3 separate regions of the Sus scrofa genome follow, and all the other regions are linked to region 1. Evidence: chromatin contacts called from public HiChIP or PLAC-seq data. All regions are on one chromosome and are shown on one strand. Each heading gives the region's core, a stretch centred on a gene start, on an enhancer-like site or on the middle of the called end of the contact. The rest is flanking DNA. Distances are from core to core; before and after follow the strand shown.

The links. HiChIP or PLAC-seq counts read pairs in DNA pulled down with a chosen protein or histone mark.
Region 2: a contact with region 1 is called in an H3K27ac HiChIP or PLAC-seq map of alveolar macrophages. The contact joins the promoter of LOC100511639 here to the promoter of LOC100517285 in region 1. A contact is called at or near these places in 1 of 47 Hi-C or Micro-C datasets (liver) and 1 of 2 datasets of contacts at active chromatin or transcription factors (alveolar macrophages).
Region 3: a contact with region 1 is called in an H3K27ac HiChIP or PLAC-seq map of alveolar macrophages. The contact joins the promoter of NLRP7 here to the promoter of LOC100517285 in region 1.

What each region holds. Positions count from the first base shown.
Region 1 is chr6:58,995,027-58,997,779 of Sscrofa11.1, reverse strand. LOC100517285 (leukocyte immunoglobulin-like receptor subfamily A member 5) reads right to left here and starts at 1,331. Exons shown (of 7, transcript XM_013988698.2): 1 at 1,078-1,331; 2 at 894-981; 3 at 324-700; 4 at 121-156. The coding sequence starts at 465.
Region 2 is chr6:59,166,478-59,169,230 of Sscrofa11.1, reverse strand. LOC100511639 (leukocyte immunoglobulin-like receptor subfamily B member 3-like) reads right to left here and starts at 1,350. Exons shown (of 8, transcript NM_001243872.1): 1 at 1,256-1,350; 2 at 1,121-1,156; 3 at 676-939; 4 at 128-427. The coding sequence starts at 1,289.
Region 3 is chr6:59,149,521-59,152,273 of Sscrofa11.1, reverse strand. NLRP7 (NACHT, LRR and PYD domains-containing protein 7) reads left to right here and starts at 1,358. Exons shown (of 8, transcript XM_021094979.1): 1 at 1,358-1,480.

The DNA.
Region 1 (2,753 bases), core at 82-2,581:
AACCCTGCCTGGCTGCCCGCCCTCCAGCCCCTCCCTGCCATCTCCATGCCCAGTGCCTGGGGGTGGCCCCTTGTCCCCTCGGAGGAGAGGAGGCGCTGGGACCCCTGGGCAGTGACTCACCTGCCTGCACCTGGGTCCCCAGGCCCACACTCAGCCCTGGAAGAGAGTACCCGTGAGGACTCGCCCTGGACTCTGAGCAGAACCTCTCGTGCCCGGGCGCCCCCTGGGTGCTGGGTGTCCCGAGAGCACAGGCTGGTGTGGGGAGGGGGCGGGTCCCTCCGGGTCCCTCCCGGAGCAGGGCTTCCCCTCGCCCTGCATCTCACCGAGGCAGAGCAGGGCTGGGAGTGTGGGGGTCATGGCGTCTCCTCCCCGTGGTCCAGGCTGTGCAGCTGGAGGAGAGCCCGGCGCCCTCAGGACACACAGACTGCAGGGTGTGGCCCCTTGGAGGCTGGTCCTCCTTGTCATGGGGCTGTCACGTCCGAAGCCCCACAGGAAGGGGAACTGCCTCTTCCTGAGAGCCTGGCACTTGTGTCCATGACAAACCTGGTGCCCCTTCCAGGTACAGGTGACCAGGGTGTGTCCTTCCTCTCAGAGCCTCCCCTTGTGTCTCCTTCCTCCTCTGCCCATCCATCAGCACATCCCTGTGGCTCCTCCGTGTGGACAGGGGTCACCAGTCCTGGAGATGCTTCAGATAAATGCCCTGCAGAATTCAGGTCATTAGAGACACACATCTAGCATCTAAGTGCAGGTCAACATGGCCATGAGAGCAGAGGAGAAATACAAGACACAAAGGAAGGAAACAGGAGTCCTCCCCCAGCCCATAGTGTGGGGTTTCTCTCCGTTACAGCCCCTCCCACGACTTCTCTTTTTTCTTGCAACAGCCTCCACCACACCTTCCTGGGAACAAGCCCCCAATTCTTCCTTCCTCCTTGGTCTCCTCGATCACTTGAGCAGAGTCTCCTCCTCCGGCTCTGGTTCTGTCTTCAGAATTGTGGGACAGAGAGTGGGTTAGTGCTCTGACTCGAGGGACAGAGCTGGTATTATTTAAATATTCCTGGTCATGCTCTGCCCGTGCACCTTGAGCAGTGACGTCCCGTCTCTCAGCCTCTGTTTGCTCGTCTGCACCTTGTGGTCTGAACCCCACTCCTCAGAGACGTTGTGAGCTCAGTGGTGCCAGGACATGAAGGGACCCAGTGTTGGCGAATTTGCAGACCTGGTGAAGAGGCCTGGGCAGGGGAGGAGATGACAGGATCCAGGTGTCAGACCTCAGAGTCCCCGCGGATGATTGACGTGCTCTCATCTGCTCCTCACACCAAGCAGTGCTGCTTATGTTTTCTAAGAAACACATAGGCACAGTCTACTGTAGGAAGGGAGAAATGAAACCTCCCAAAACAGAGAGGGAACCACAGCCAAAAAAGAAGAGGAAGAAGCTGCCAAGTCTTAGCGACCCCCAGAGCCTGAATATAACAAGGGGGTTATTTAAGCGGCAGTTTCCAGCTCCCCGTGGACAGGACAGGGACCCCAGGTCCTCACAGGCAGGGAGGGGTGAGGGCGCCAGGTCCAAGCGGGAAGTGGTGTTGCCCCTTTCCCATAACTGTGAACGGGCACTGGGGTATCTCTGCTCACTGACCCAGCCCCAAGGTCAGCCCTCAGCCACATCCCCTGTGTGTTTTGGAAAAGATTTAATGTATGACAGTCTTACGCAGGTGTCTGTCTTACGTGTGAGTGTGAGACTCACCTGGGGGCCATGCCTGCTGGGCACATTCCTAGTTGGATGCTGAGGTGGGGAAAGTGGATGCCAGGAGGCAGGGCAGCTGTAAGAATCTACCCATCTCGGCTCTGAATGTCAGGACAGACCTGGGAGAAACTATGGAAAGTCAGGTATCTGGGAGCTGAGCATGCAATAGAAATGAACACCGGAGAGAAATCCTAATGATAAGCTGTGAGGAGTCACTACGGAGTTAGTAGTTCGTCTTCTCACATCCGGAGAAAAAGGATACTAGGAATATATGGAACATTTTAATTGAGGTGTGTTTATACATCTGAAAAATTAAAGAAGGAACATAAATTCTTGTAACAGCAAAAGGGATCATATTCTAGAGGTATACAGAATTTTAGCAATGAACTAGGGAAATAACTTCCAGGGGCAAAAGAATAATACTTTCATCAATACACTCAAAATATCCTTTTCATCAAGAAGTTATAGCCAAAGAGCCAATTATGAACTTGGAACACAATGTTGAGGGAATTCTGTAGGACACAGTACAGAGAGACCGGAATTAGAAAATCTGGGTACGTGGGGAGGAGAAGGAGGAAGTACTGTGGATGCTGTGACTTTCTGAAGGAAGTCAGGGAGGACAATGTCTGCAGCAGTGTGAGAGGCAAATTCTTGGGTCTTTTACAGAGACGTAGACGGAACATACAAATGCGAGGATGTGTGACTATGTATGTGAAATGTGTGTCTTGATGTTTCACCACAAAGTAAAGGAAATTGAAGAAAGAAAATGCCAAGAGATAAGGGGACAGTACAAAGCGCCATCAAGGAATTAAGGGTAAGTGAGGAATTCTCTACTCCCCCAAATTATCATTATGGGACAAAGGTGAAAGTGTTGGCAGGGGAGAAATGCATGCATATAAGGGACTTGGTCTTGTCCTACCTGCTTGCCCTCACGTCCCCCATGTTAAGCCCCCACGTCAGGCTTCAGCTCTTCTCCCACAGCTGTTTATGCCACTGTTTTCTATTGACCTCTAAT
Region 2 (2,753 bases), core at 101-2,600, 170 kb before region 1:
GCAGGCCTCACCGCTTCGCGTCTGATACCACCTTCCCATCTGCTATCTTCCTTTCCCAAGTGCTGCTTAAACTGGATGGTGACAGCTTCCAGAAGGGGACATGGGATGAATGGGCTGGCGTCCTCACCTTTGACCTGAAGCTGCACTTGGTTGCTGGGCTGAGACCACAGGAAGGGGCCTTGGTTGAAGACACCACAGCATCTGTAGGTCCCTGCCTGTGCAGAGGAGACTTGACTCAAGAGGAAGATGGCCTGGGCTCCTCTGCCCTGGGGGGTGGAGCTTTGTTCCTGGAAGGTGTGACTTCCATTGTTTTTGATGAGAATAAATGCTTCAAAGTTTACTTTGGAGAAACACTGCAATTTCACATTCTCCCCCGAAGCCACCACAGTGCCAGTCATGCTCGAGAGAGAGGGTTTCTCATAAGCTTCTGAGAAAAAAGGAAGTTTGGTGATTTGGGGGGGGGGGCACGTAGGCACTGTCCCTTTCCCCCCCTGAGAACAGACAGGCTCTGGTTTCCCTCCCCTCCTCGTGCTGCCCCAAGGAGACCTAGCTCAGCGTCATCCCCGAATCCTCGCTGAGGACACAGGTTTGGTCCTCTGTGCTTCGCTTCTCCAAAGCCTGGTTCTTCCCTCTGCAGGGGAGTCGGTCCTGGCTCAGCCTCTGTGTCTCACTCACCTGTCATCACCAGATACAGGAGGTTGCTGAGCGGGGACCAGTCCTCTCCAATCTTGTAGGAGCAGTGGTACGGGCCCACAAGGTCTGGGCTTAGCTCTGGGAAAGCCACCGTGTTGGCCTCTCTTTCCTGGGGCTCAGGACTTCCCACTCTGGTTATCCTGTACGCTTCAGCTTGTTTGGGCCCTCGGCACAGGATGGTCACAGGCTGTTTTGGTGGAACCAAGGATCCAGGCAGAGCTGTGATAAGCGGTGGAGAGAGATTTCCTAGAAGCAAGGGGACAGGTAAGGGAGTCACAGGTGTGTCTGTTTCTCACACCAGCCTCCACTTCGGCCCCCTGTGCAGCCCCCAGAGTGAATGCCCAGTCCCCGCTTCCCAGCCTCCCTGGGAGCTGCTGTCTGAGCTGAACGTGCCTGGTTCCTTGGGCGTATGACAAGGACGACTCACCGTTCTGTTCCTGCGTGTTCTGGCCTGGATAAAACCCTGGAAGGAAACCCAGGTGAGAATAGCCCCTCTTAAGGCACCGCCAGACCTGCCCCCCATAGCCGTCTGCTTGTGCCCCAGCCTCTCTCCTGGACTCACCGAGGAAGAGCAGCATGGGCAGAAGCAGGGACATGATCCTGGGTCCAGGCCGTCCTGCTGGGCTCCGTGATGCTGAGCAGGCTTCTCCGGAAGTGACCTGGCCCTCCAGGAAGTGTGGGAATGAAACCCTGCTCTCCCCACCGGAGCAAGGCCAGCCTACATCCTCTTCCTCCACTTCCCCTGGGTGGGGCTTCCTCATGAAGATGCGAAACCTGTGAACTTAAACTACAAGCGGTCTAGCCTGATTCCTATTTTCCTTTTTATTTATTTATTTTTTTGTCATTTTAGGGCTGCACCCACGTCATATGGAGGTTCCCAGGCTAGGGGTCCAGTCGGAGCTGTAGCTGCCGGCCTAGGCCAGAGCCACAGCAACACAGGATCTGAGCTGCGTCTGTGACCAAAACCACAGCTCACAGAAATGCCGGATCCTTAACCCACTGAGCGAGGCCAGGGATGGAACCCGCCACCTCCTGGTTCTTAGTCGGATTCGTTAACCACTGAGCCACAACGGGAAGTCCCTGATGCCTATTTCTCGTCTGCACTCCCACATCAACATTTAAATCTTTCTGCAAAAAACAAGGGGTACAAGAGCCTCAGGAGCAAAACAGGCTGTCATTTCCACTTGGAGTTCGGCTCTGAACCCTCGAGTGAATTCACGCCTGTCCCTTTCTTTTTTTCTTTCCGTTTTTGGCGGCCCCACGGCACATGGAGTTCTGGGGCTGGCCTGCGGTTTCGACCTATGCCGCCCTGGTGGCAACGTAGGGATCTCTAAGCCACTCTGCCCAGCCCGGGATCGAACTTGCATCCTGGCACTGCAGAGACACCGCAGACCTCCTCATGCTGTAGCGGAAACCCTGGCCCTGGCTACGTAATGCTGCATTCCATTTTTTTTTTTTTTTGGCTGTGTCTGAGCCAGGGGTGGAACCTGTGTCACAGCAGTGACAAGGCCAGATCCTTAACCACTAGGCTACCAGGGAACTCCTGGCTTTCCAGGCATAATCCTAAGCATTTCCTTATTCTCAAGCTGTTTTGGTTTCAGTTTTTTGGAGCACAGCCTGCAAGACTGGGTTATGAGTTCTTAAATCCACTGTCTGTTTTTGTATGCCCAAAGACTAGAATGATTTATACATTTTATTTATTTATTTACTTATTTATTGGTCTTTTTAGGGTCACATTCCACAGCATATGGAGGTACCTAGGGTTTGAATTGGAGCTATAGCCGCCGGCCAGTACCACAGCCACAGCAATATCTGAGCTGTGTCAGCTCATGGCAATGCCAGATCCTTAACCCACTGAGCGTGGCCAGGGATCGAACCTGCATCCTCATGGATACACGTCAGGTTTATTACTGCTGAGCCACAATGGAAACTCCTATTTAATTAAATTAATTTATTTATTTATGAGTCAGCACAAACCCTGAATGTTCCATGAGCTTATTTTTATACACTTTAAATGGTTAAAAAATCGGACTTCCTGTTGTGGTGCAGCAGAAACAAAT
Region 3 (2,753 bases), core at 109-2,608, 150 kb before region 1:
ATCCACTTCCAGGATCCTCTAGGTTGTTTGCAGAATTCTCTTCCTTCTTAGAATTGGCATGTGTGCCCACCTACTCTCTACCCTCATCACCAGGGGCGATGCATTAAATCCCTCTGAGGGTTCATATCCCTCATTTCCTCTGCTAACCCATCCCTCTGGCTTCTTTCTCTTTGAAGCAGTCATATAATTATGCTGGACCCTCCAGATAAGCCAGGACACTCTCCCTATCTTGACATCAACTCATCAGTAAACTTAATTACTTCTGCAAAATCCCTCTTGCCCTGTAAGATAACATAACCACCCAGAGAAACCACAAACAATTTGCTGAATTCTTTCATCCCTCTTATCTAACCATAGGCTATTTCCTAGTCCAGAGTGTCTTCAAGTTTTCAATTATTTTACCTCAAAAAACATTGGCTCTCCAATAGGCAAAAATGTGTTAAAATGAATATATGTGCAAATTAACAACAACAAAAAAAAATCAGGAGTTCCCGTCGTGGCACAGTGGTTAACGGATCCGACTAGGAACCATGAGGTTGCAGGTTCGATCCCTGCCCTTGCTCAGTGGGTTAGCGATCCGGCGTTGCCGTGAGCTGTGGTGTAGGTTGCAGACGCGGCTCGGATCCCGCGTTGCTGTGGCTCTGGCGTAGGCCGATGGCTACAGCTCCGATTCAACCCCTAGCCTGGGAACCTCCATATGCCGCGGGAGCGGCCCAAGAAATAGCAACAATAACAACAACAACAACAACAACAAAGACAAAAAGACAAAAAAAAAAAAATCAGTGAAAAAATACACATTTAAATGTCGCTGTAAATGAATACCATCACCTCTGGAACAAATGAGCTTAACTGTTGTGATATACACGTTTCATTTAAGATAGCCTATGGATGCTGAATATAACTGGGATGATTAGGGAGGCAGCTAATTGCAACTATGTCGGTGGTTCTCAAGGTCGGATGGTTTTTTGTCCCCTGGGGGACCTTTGACGACGTTTGGAGACGTGTTTGGTGGTCAGAACAGGATGGTACAACTGGCCTCTAGTGGATAGAGACCAGGCGTGTTGCTGAACAACCTAGGAGGCACAGGAAAGCCCCACCCCTAGCCCCACCCTCCCAACAAAGCACCGTCCATCTCAACATGCTGGTGGTTCCTAGGCTGAAGAACCTGACCTGGCCGGTGTGGCTGCGAGGCTGCATATCTGAATCACCTGGGGAGCGCTGGCAGGTTCCTGGCTCCCTCCAGCACTCCCCAGACCAGTTCAATTGGGATCCTCAGGGATGGGGCCCGGGCCGGTTCCATGTGAGCCTCGTTTTGAAGATTGAGGCCCGCCCATTTCCTCCTGGGCCGGAAGTCCTGCCCCCACCAAGGTCCACGCCAAAGACCAATCACAGAGCCCGGGCTGGCAGAAGACGTCGTCTTATTGGAGGGTTCGTGCGCACGCGGGCCTCACAAGCGCACGCCATCCCAGTCTCCGGGGGGGTGAGTACAGCTCTCCTGTCTGCTTCTCTGTCCCGCCTCTGGCGTCCGTCGCAATTACTGGTTGAGTTTCTACCACGGAACGTTGCTCATTTTAGTGGCTGGCGGGAGACTTCTGGAAGGTGTTTTGAGGTCCTAACGCTGAGCCCCCCCCCTCTTTATAAGGACGAGAAAAAGCGATTTGGAGGGGGCAGCTGCCAGTGGTTTTTGTCTGTAATTTTTTCCTGGTGTTATTTTTAAGTGTTGCATGCGGGTTGGCTTTCTCTCTTGCAAAATCCCCCCGTTGTAAGTGTACAGTGAGCCCTAGCTGACTCAAGGTTGTGCAACTGTCATAATAACCCAATTTCAGAACGTTTGCATGCCCCCAAAGAGACCCCTCAGGCCCCCCTGCCCTGTGTTTGCCCTCTGCTGTGGTTCTGAGCAGGGCTTACTCAGTCTTTCATCTATAATTTGGGATGGCATCCGCCCCTGAGCTCAAAGGTGGATGCACGTGTCACCGTCATGAAGGGGGAGCGACAGTGACGTGGTCGTGGCTTTACCTATTGGTATTTCCCCCAGGATGCCTGTGGTGACGGAGCACTGGAGGACACTACTGCTGCTAGTGAGGAAGGGAGACTTGAGCGATGCTATAGTTCGAGGCTGCCTCCTATGGCTTCTTCTTAGCCGGTGCCTTCACTTTTCTTTTGCTTTTCGCAGCAGAGCCTCCCAGGCTTGTGTCGGCTCAGCTTTTAAGTTTACTAGCCTAGGTCTTCAACCTCACATGACCCACACCTGTGTGAAATAGAGAATTGCTCTCTTTTCAGGGAAAATCCTTTCACCTAGAGTTCCTTTGGGTGGGCTACATCATCAACATTTTTTTTTTTTCAGTCTTTCTAGGGCCGCATCCATAGCATACAGAGGTTCCCAGCCTAGGGGTCTAACCAGAGCTGTTGCCCCCGGCCTACACCACAGCCACAGCAATGTGGGATCTGAGCCTTGTCTGCAACCTACACCACAGCTCACGGGAACGCTGGATCTTTAACCCACTGAGCAAGGCCAGGGATGTACCCCGCAACTTCATGGTTCCTCGTCAGATTCGTTTCCAATGCACCACGATGGGAACTCCTCATTTTATTAACTCATCTAACAAGGCTACCTCTCTAGTCTCTCTTGCTGTTTTTCTCTTTAGAGCTGCCCCTGTGGCATATGATAGGGCAGGTTCCAGGCAGGGGGATAAATCCCAGCTGCAGGTGCAGGCCCACACCACAGGCACATCAGATCCGAGCTGCATCTGTGA